Linked DNA regions of Mus musculus: region 2 is linked to region 1. Evidence: chromatin contacts called from public HiChIP or PLAC-seq data. All regions are on one chromosome and are shown on one strand. Each heading gives the region's core, a stretch centred on a gene start, on an enhancer-like site or on the middle of the called end of the contact. The rest is flanking DNA. Distances are from core to core; before and after follow the strand shown. Region 1 overlaps Arhgap28 (Rho GTPase activating protein 28). Region 2 holds the start of Epb41l3 (erythrocyte membrane protein band 4.1 like 3).

Region 1 (4,113 bases), core at 824-3,323:
CGTTCATCATAACCTTGCTGCTACCCTCCCTTCTGCTCCTAAGTCAGACCATGAACACATGCCTCTCCGCTCTTTCACATGTGGAATGAGAAATGCCCCAATAAAGTAACTCTGACTTCACTGCAGAGTGCAGGCATAATAATGACTTTCCTGGAACGGGTACAGCAGCTCTGCCAACACACACATACACACACACACACACACACACCTTCCACATGTTGGTGTATCCTTTGCTCCAGTGCACTAGGCAAACAGCTTGTGTTAAAGCACCAGGCCTTTCTCTGTAAGTTCCACTCACAGTCAGGTCCTACTTGAAAGAGTCTGCATTATCGGGTCATCTGTTTATCAGTGGCAACTGTTCTTTAAGCTTCTTTACTATGGTCAAACTCATTTTCTACCATGCCTTTGGACTTGAGGGTTTACCTCAAACAGCAGGCACCTGGAAGCATCAGACTGATACAGCCCTAAAGAGATAACTTAAATGAGACTTGAGTAGCCTTTCCCTTTTTACAGCCTTTGCCTCGTTCTCGTGAGACGCCTACTTTGAGTCCCGAACAGAGCCAGCCGTTTTGTTCATCTCATGCCAAACACAAGCGTTTCTACGGCTTCCAGAGGCTGCGAAACTGAAATCTGTGTCAAGCTTGCTGAGTTAGGTGCCAAGGCAGGATACTGATGGGTATGCGGCCAGCCTGGGTTCAAATGATGAGTTTATGTCTCAAAAAAGCCAACCAATCAACCCATCAACCAACCAACCAACCCATCAACCAACCAATCAACCCATCAATCAACTAACCCAGCAACGACCAACCAATCCACCAACCCACCAACCAACCAATCCACCAATTACCCAACCCGCCAATCTATCAGTCACTAGAAACCTCTTTTTTTGTTTACCACTAAGGAGAACACAGGCAGAGTCAAAGTCGTGTCCTTAAGTCTCTTTGGAGCACAGAGAAGGCTACATCAGTTTCTGAAGCATCTTCACAAAATAAATAAATAAATAAATAAAAGCAAAGCCCCAGCCTGAAGCTACCAGCTCGGGAGAGAGACCAAACACACAGGGTGGCATAACTCCAAAGCACCTACAGCTAACCTCAGAACAACAGGCAGCAGAGGCAAGGAGAGCTTACACGTCAAACAGTCTGCCTTCTTCCATAAAACACGTTCCCAGCGTTTGGCTCAGATTTCTGCGATGTTTTGAAAAGAACATCACTGAGCATTCCAAAGCATCAAACTGGTTCCAAATGATCTGTGGGCCTCAGACTTGGAAGCTGGCTTTGCAGCTCGTTTGGCTCTAGGTGAGCAGCTTCCTCTCAGGCCTGAGTCCCTGTCAGGCCCACTGATCATCTAGAACGCAAAGCCGGACCACTCAATATCAGCACCCCACCCCCACCCCCCACACAATGGCTGCTGTCATTTACTTGGCTCGAATCAAGAGTAATTATAATGGCTTTTGAAAACTGCCTTTCCCCAAGCACGTTGTCAGAAATGTACTTCGGGGATAAGGAAAACACAGCAGAAAACTTAACCAGCACAGGTACTGAAGGTTTGAATAAAGGGGACGTGAAGGCCTAGGCAACGTATCCAGGGCCACTGTCTCTCTAGCCACAGCGTTTTCCCAGTATCTGCTCACTGGCTCAGATTTCTTCCATGCTTGCTTGCCTGAAACCAGAGCTAGGAAAACATCTGGATTGCATTTGTGGACTAACAAGCGGCAGAATAAACCGGCTGACACAACGTCAAAAACAGTAAGGGAAAATAGACCTTGCCCTAAATTCGGGGTGGGTACTCATGCGTCAGTGAACACACTGAAGGGTGATCAGCCTTCGGTAAGCAGGTTTCACACAAAGAAAGGGTTGTCGAAGAAACGTAACTCCCACTCTAACATCATACGCGGGGCACGTAAGAAACTTTTCTCTTCACAGTGGATCTGCACAGAGAGGGGCTTAGAGGCGTGGAGTTTGATTCTGGTGGCGAAGCCTGGCTCTTTGGCTCTCTTTCTAGTCTCTGACTCAGCTGATAACTTAGACAACCAAAGCAGTCCACACTTTATCCTCATTACTGCGTGTTCTCCCCAGAGGCGTGCCTATGAACGGAACACGATAAATCAAAACAAGCTCACTTCAGGAGCCTTCCAAATGAAACTGTGTTAGTATTTAACCAGCTCCTTGCTGAATGGAGTCCTAATTTCCAACCTGCCCATCTTCAGACATCCCTACAAATGAGAACTTGCCACATTCATTTACAAAGAGGCTCAGGTGGCCGATTCTGTCGGCTGGTCAGGCCCAGCACCTATGCTAGCCGGTGACTGATCAGGTAGATGGCTCCAGGCTTGCACCATTCTGCCCAGTGCAGGGCTCCCCTGTTGGGAGGAAGTGACAAGCTTGTACCATAGCCCAGGTCCTACCAGCTCTCTTTCACTACCAACCAGTCCATTGTTGCTTTGGAGGAGCCAATAGACACAGCCTACTTAATTTCTTTTCACTCAAGAAATATGCTGCAGGCTGGCTGGGCATGGTGGCGCACGCCTTTAATCCCAGCACTTGGGAGGCAGAGGCAGGCGGATTTCCGAGTTCGAGGCCAGCCTGGTCTACAGAGTGAGTTCCAGGACAGCCAGGGCTATACAGACAAACCCTGTCTCGAAAAACCAAACCAAACTAAACAAAACAAAAAAACAAAACAAACAAACAAAAAAAAAAACAAAAAAAAAAAAAGAAAGAAAAAGGAAAAGAAATATGCTACCATATTTCAACATTTCTACCTTGACCCTTCTCATAGGTATAGATTCCCTCAAGTATAAGTGAATTAATGAAGGGATTCCTCTCCACCCCTGTGCCTTTTCTTTCATTGGCTTATCACAATCATTTCTTCACCACCACTTGCACATTCTTTTCAAGGCCCATCATTGGGTGTCCACAGACTGGGGTGACCAAAACGTAGGCATGTGTGTGCCCAAAAGGAAGCACAATGAAAGCTTTTACTAGAAAAGGTTCGCCCCTCCAGGACTCCTCACTGCTCTGTAGAGCTTGCCTGTGTGGGTATAAGAAGGCAGAGCAAAGGAATTCACACTGCTGCGCTGCGGTTTTATGTAGATGCTGGCATTACCATACATGGAACTGGGGTTTCAGAGCTGCTGCTGAGTGAGTACTCCAGTGGTTAGGAGCACTGCTACAAATTCTTAGATGAAATCTGACCAAAGAAGAAGCTAAGAATGGGTCTCAGCTGTGAGCAATTAGCAATGGAAGTAAAAGCTCAAAGACTCCTAAAGGCCAAAAAAAAAAAAAAAAAAAAAAAAAGTTGATCCCCTAAACAGGTCCGGGTGTTTCAAACTCCAATCTGAAGACAAGCAACAGTTTTAATGGCAATGTTTCACTCTTCTAGCTTCTAAGAATCGCAGCATGGAAGAGACATACAACCGAAGTACTTAAGAGTATTATGGCAAGCCAAGCCATACTATCAAAGGGACAACGGCGGTCACAGAGACGAGATTTCTGATGCTCACTGGAACTGGGTCATGGTGGCTTAAGAATGTCCCCCATAGGCTCATATATTTGACCGCTTTAGTCATTAGGAAGTGGCACTATTAGAGAAAGGTTAGGAGGTGTGGCCTCGGGAAGTAGCTGTGGTCTTGGTAGAGGAAGTGCGTCATGGTGGGGGGTTGGCTTTGAGTTTTCTAAAGCCCATGCTAGGCCCATTTTTTTCTTCTCTCTGCCTTCTGATCATGATGAAGCTCTTAGCAACTGCTGCAGCATCCTGAGTGCCACCACGCTCCCATGCTCTTGCCATGTTCCCACCCCAGCCCCCGCGCCACGATGACAATGGACTCACTCTCTGAAACTGTAAGCAAGCCCCCCAACCAAATACTTTATTTTATAAGTGTTTCTCGGGTCCTGAGCGACTGAACGCTGACCAAGGCTAGCTCACGTCTTTATCTGGGAAGAGAGATATCACTGAGTACCTTGACTTTGGCAGTACATCCCGAGAGTCGAAAAATTCCTTCCGATTCCAGACCTGATTCCTCGACTTTCTGAAAAAACTAGAAATTGACAATAAATTACATAAATTAAATACCTCTGTAGGATGACAAACATTCTAATAATAATAGTAATAATA
Region 2 (4,113 bases), core at 765-3,264, 1.3 Mb after region 1:
CCAGCCAGGTTGCCCCGGGCCTGGGCACCTGCCGGCCGCGCGCCCCTGGGACGGCTCCCTGCGCCGGGCGGGAACGCGCCCCGGCCTGCAGAGCCGAGCACTCGGCCGGGCGCGGCTCACCTGGCGCCCTCGGGACTGCGGGTCGCCTGGAGGGGTCGGGGTAGGGAGGCTGGGGACCGCAGGACTCCGGTCCCTGCTAGTTGCGGCTGGTGCACCCAGGCTCCTGCACCCGGGGGTGGGGGGAGGGCTTGCTTTTTCGGGTTCTCTCTCTAATCGCGCCCTACTCTTCCCCTTCCCCCTACCCCCTGCACCCGGTGCCAAGTTCACAGCTTCTGCAATGCGGTGGGTGTGGTTACCTCGCAGATTGTAAGTGTGGTCCTTCTGGTGGGAACATTCTTGCTTTCTTTCTCCTTTTAGATGTACTGATCTGAAGTTTTCTTGGGGGTCGGGGGGGGGGGGCGATTTACCTTCCCGTCTTTGCAGACCAGGGTTCAAGTTGGGAAGAGTGCTACAGAACAAATCGAATGATAAAGGGAACATGTGGTATTAATTAAGCATGGAGGCTGGGCAGTCCTGAGAGGGCCAGGCAATCCTGCTAATAACGCAATGCTTCCATTACGTGTTTAAGTTGGCGTTTCAGCTTTTTTACATTACTTTATGGAATTGCTTTTGCAGACATCCTTGGCTGGGGTTTTCAGGGGCCCGTTTGGGGATCTGTGGGGCGGTCGGATGTTCTGGGGGTTACTCTTGGTAGCATAACTTAACCAAGTAAAGGACTCATCAAATCCGGCGATCAAAAGAAATTTCTTTTTTGCGCCTTACACTGCCTTTTAAAGCCCCCATGAATCAAAAATGATGGAACTCCACGTATATCCGGAGGCCATGAATGCAGCACCGTTAGAGTTAAGTGGGGCTTTGAAGGAGTGAACCTGCGGAGGAGGAGGAGGAGGAGGAGGAGGAGGAGGAGGAGGAGGAGGAGGAGGAGGAGGAGGAGGAGGAGGAGGAGGAGGGATTTGATGATCCTTATTGACTCTGCTCAGTGCTTTTACCGCTGTCTTTGAATTGCATGGTCATTGTGGCATCAACTTTTTAAACCTTTGTTTGGAGTAACAAAGTTATCGTGAGAGGAAATAATTTCCAAATTGAAGAAGCATGCCTCTCCTTTGTTAGTTTCCAAAACCCCGATGGAATAAGCTGAAGGCTGTGAGTATTGAATTATTTACACTATGATTATTCCAATGGTCTAGAAAAAAAGCTAGATAATTAGAAGCACAAGCCACTGCATGAACTGATCTCGCGCACAGCAAGTTCTTGCAAAAACAGAGCATGTGTTTCGAGAGGTTTGATCGGAAACCAGAAGAGTGGCCTCTGTCGCTTGTAAACACCTTTAGGCCGAGGATTGTAGAGCTAGGGGGCAAAGGCCATTGTCCCAATGACATACTTACATCTAATTTTTTAGAGAATTTCCTTAGGCATAAATATGGTTTAGAGAGTGCGTTCGCCAATCCCCGTTGGGTCCTTGGACCAAGGCCAACTTTGATTTCTGTGGAAATACAAGATTCAGGTTTACTTCTCTGACTGGATCTGGGGTGTGTGTGTGTGTTGCTTTTTTAAAAATCCAAAGGCAGGGTTGGAAGAGATGACTCAGTGCTTAAGAGCATTGACTGCTCTTTAGAAGACTCTGGTTTGATTCCCAGCACTCACATGGCAGTTCACAACCATCCATTCCTCCAGTTCCAGAGGACCCAACATCTTCACTGAGACACGCATGCAGGCAAAACAACAATGCACATAAAGTAATCACAAATAAATGATAAGGTTTCTAAGTCCAATGGCCAAGCCACTAAGGGTGCACTGAGGTAGGAGTGAGGTGACAACCTGTGACCTCAGAGAGCTGTTGATGCTGTCCTTTCAGGCTAGTGTGGAGGGATTGGCTCATCAGTGCTTTCTTCGCTTGTAGGATGCACAGCCATCTTTTTTTTTTTTTTTTTTTTTTTTTGGATTGGATATTTTCTTTATTTACATTTCAAATGGTTGCCCCTTTCCAGGTCTCCCCTTAGGGAGCCCCCTATCCCCTACCTTGGACCCCTGCCTCTATGAGGGTGCTCCCCCACCTACCCACTCACTCCTGTCCTCCCACCCTGGCATTCCCATACACTGAGGGGAATTCTACAATGGATAGGTGGGAATCGGCGATTTCCATGGCAGTGAAAGTTGACTCCAAGAGTAGCCTGGGAAATCTTTCCTTTCGGGTGAGAATTCAAGTATAGCGAAGAGAATTTTCTTAAGTAGAGTACTCTGGTTGTCCTTCATAATTCTGTCCTCACAGTCTTTTCTGAATTCCACTCCCCTCTGAGTGTGAGCTTTATGATGGAGTATAAACTCCCCACTGAGAGCCACGAATCAAGTTCACCTTCAGCACCCCGTCCTTTCAGAAGGCTCACCACTAGTTGCTCATTTGATGGGAATTCATCAGACACTCAGGGCCCTTTGAAGGGCTCCACTGCTATTGCATTTGTCCTGGCTATAAAGGATTATGTCCCCAGAAACAGGGCCCGGACAGTGACATCATTGCTGGGCTGGGGCTATGACATCACTATGGCTCAGAGGAAAACAGGGTGGGGCAGGCAGAAGCATTGGAGTCCCATCGAAGCCTGCAGAAGCCTTTCATGAGGCTTTCACCGTGAACAGCACAACAAGGTATCGTATGGATGTGAAGTGGTAAAAATCTTCGAATATTTCTGTCCCATAAGAAAATACTGTGGGGTTCAGCAAGTCAGGCTTTTAAATTTATTAAGCCTGTAGTTGATCCTGTTTGCACTATTGTACTATTGCAATATCATGCGTAAATTTTTTTCATTTTTAGGTTATTAGTGCCATCTTTAAAATATCTCGTATCTTTTATACTTTCTGAGTTGGCAATGCTGTTTTGTGGTTTGACGCAATGTGCTTGCTGTTCACAACTGGGGAAAAATAGAAAAGCTAGAGGTGTCACAGGTGTAGGAGCTATCTGCCATGATCTGTGGGTAATTAGTTTCCATTCTAACTTTGCTTTATTTGCTGATATTATTTTGTAATTTGACATTTTAATCCTTGGAGAATTCTAGTGTGGAGACATGTCTGGTCCAAATTAGCATCTAACAGGGGGTCAGAGGACGCTCAGGTCCCGAGTGCTCCTATACTCTACGTACCTCATAGCCTATAAAGTATATTAGCTGCTTTTTATGAACTTAGTGTGATCTCATCAGGGCAGAGGGAAGAGCCACGCATCAGTCTCGGGTGTCTTCTGTCTGGGTCTTTGCAAAGATGACTGCCATGATTTCACCTTGATGAGGTAGCACTGTAGGAAGTCGGGGTGGTTCCTACTCAAAGGTTCGGCTATTCCAGGACACGTTCCTGAAGCAGAGAGAAGAAAAGGACTTGAGAACAGTGGAGGTAGAGAAGTCTAAATTAGGTGCTAGGCCTGCAGATCACTGGTGAAATGTCTTCGGTACTGTGGTTTTAGACCTTGCGATGATTGGTTAAATTGCACACTGCAGGACTGGAAGCTTCTATTAGCTCCCAACCCCTAATTCTTTTGTAATTTGCAGTATGGAAGAAAGGCTGACAACTTAATTTTAAGATAGCTGACATTTTGATACATTGTTCTTACAGACTTTCTTACAAACCACACATATGTGCACTCAACATAAGCATATGCACACACACACACACACACACACACACACACACACATGGAGGTAGTCTTGTGTTAAGCCTAGAAAACAAATGCATTGTTTAAATTTTTCCCTGTGATTATTGTTTTTCCTCCAATCATACTAGATCGAGTGCATGGTATGGGTTAGGATTTATTCTTCCTGGGTTTTTATCCCTGAAACAAACAGTTCTAACTCCTGATGCATTCGGTATGTATGCAACCAAATAAGAAACAATTATGACATATTACTTATGACGAAGTGCTTGAAAAGCATCACTATTGGGCGCAAGACCGAAGTACCTGGTCATATCTGCAGCTGTTATTTTTAATAGAAAGGTCCTCTGCATATCCACCTTGATCCCTGGCTGTAGCTTAAACTGTGCAGGTCCCAGCAGGTTTGCTGTATCGGAGAAGAG

What was found. HiChIP or PLAC-seq counts read pairs in DNA pulled down with a chosen protein or histone mark.
Region 2: a contact with region 1 is called in an H3K4me3 HiChIP or PLAC-seq map of embryonic limb bud, with 8 times the contacts expected there. The contact joins the promoter of Epb41l3 here to the enhancer-like site in region 1. A contact is called at or near these places in 1 of 39 promoter capture datasets (cranial neural crest) and 5 of 115 datasets of contacts at active chromatin or transcription factors (the NIH/3T3 cell line, embryonic forebrain, embryonic limb bud and 2 more).

Annotation. Positions count from the first base shown.
Region 1 is chr17:67,864,993-67,869,105 of GRCm38.p6, forward strand. Arhgap28 (Rho GTPase activating protein 28) reads right to left here. Exons shown (of 18, transcript NM_172964.4): 10 at 3,959-4,036. Among named protein-coding and RNA genes, the nearest start is that of Arhgap28, 140 kb to the right of the region's middle. Within about 2 kb of position 2,074, at least 63 of the 459 cell types and tissues checked have an H3K27ac peak or open chromatin away from gene starts, as enhancers often do. A contact at or near this core is called in embryonic limb bud, where this site is marked.
Region 2 is chr17:69,157,342-69,161,454 of GRCm38.p6, forward strand. It overlaps Epb41l3 (erythrocyte membrane protein band 4.1 like 3), which reads left to right and starts at 2,015. Exons shown (of 23, transcript NM_001355734.1): 1 at 2,015-2,700.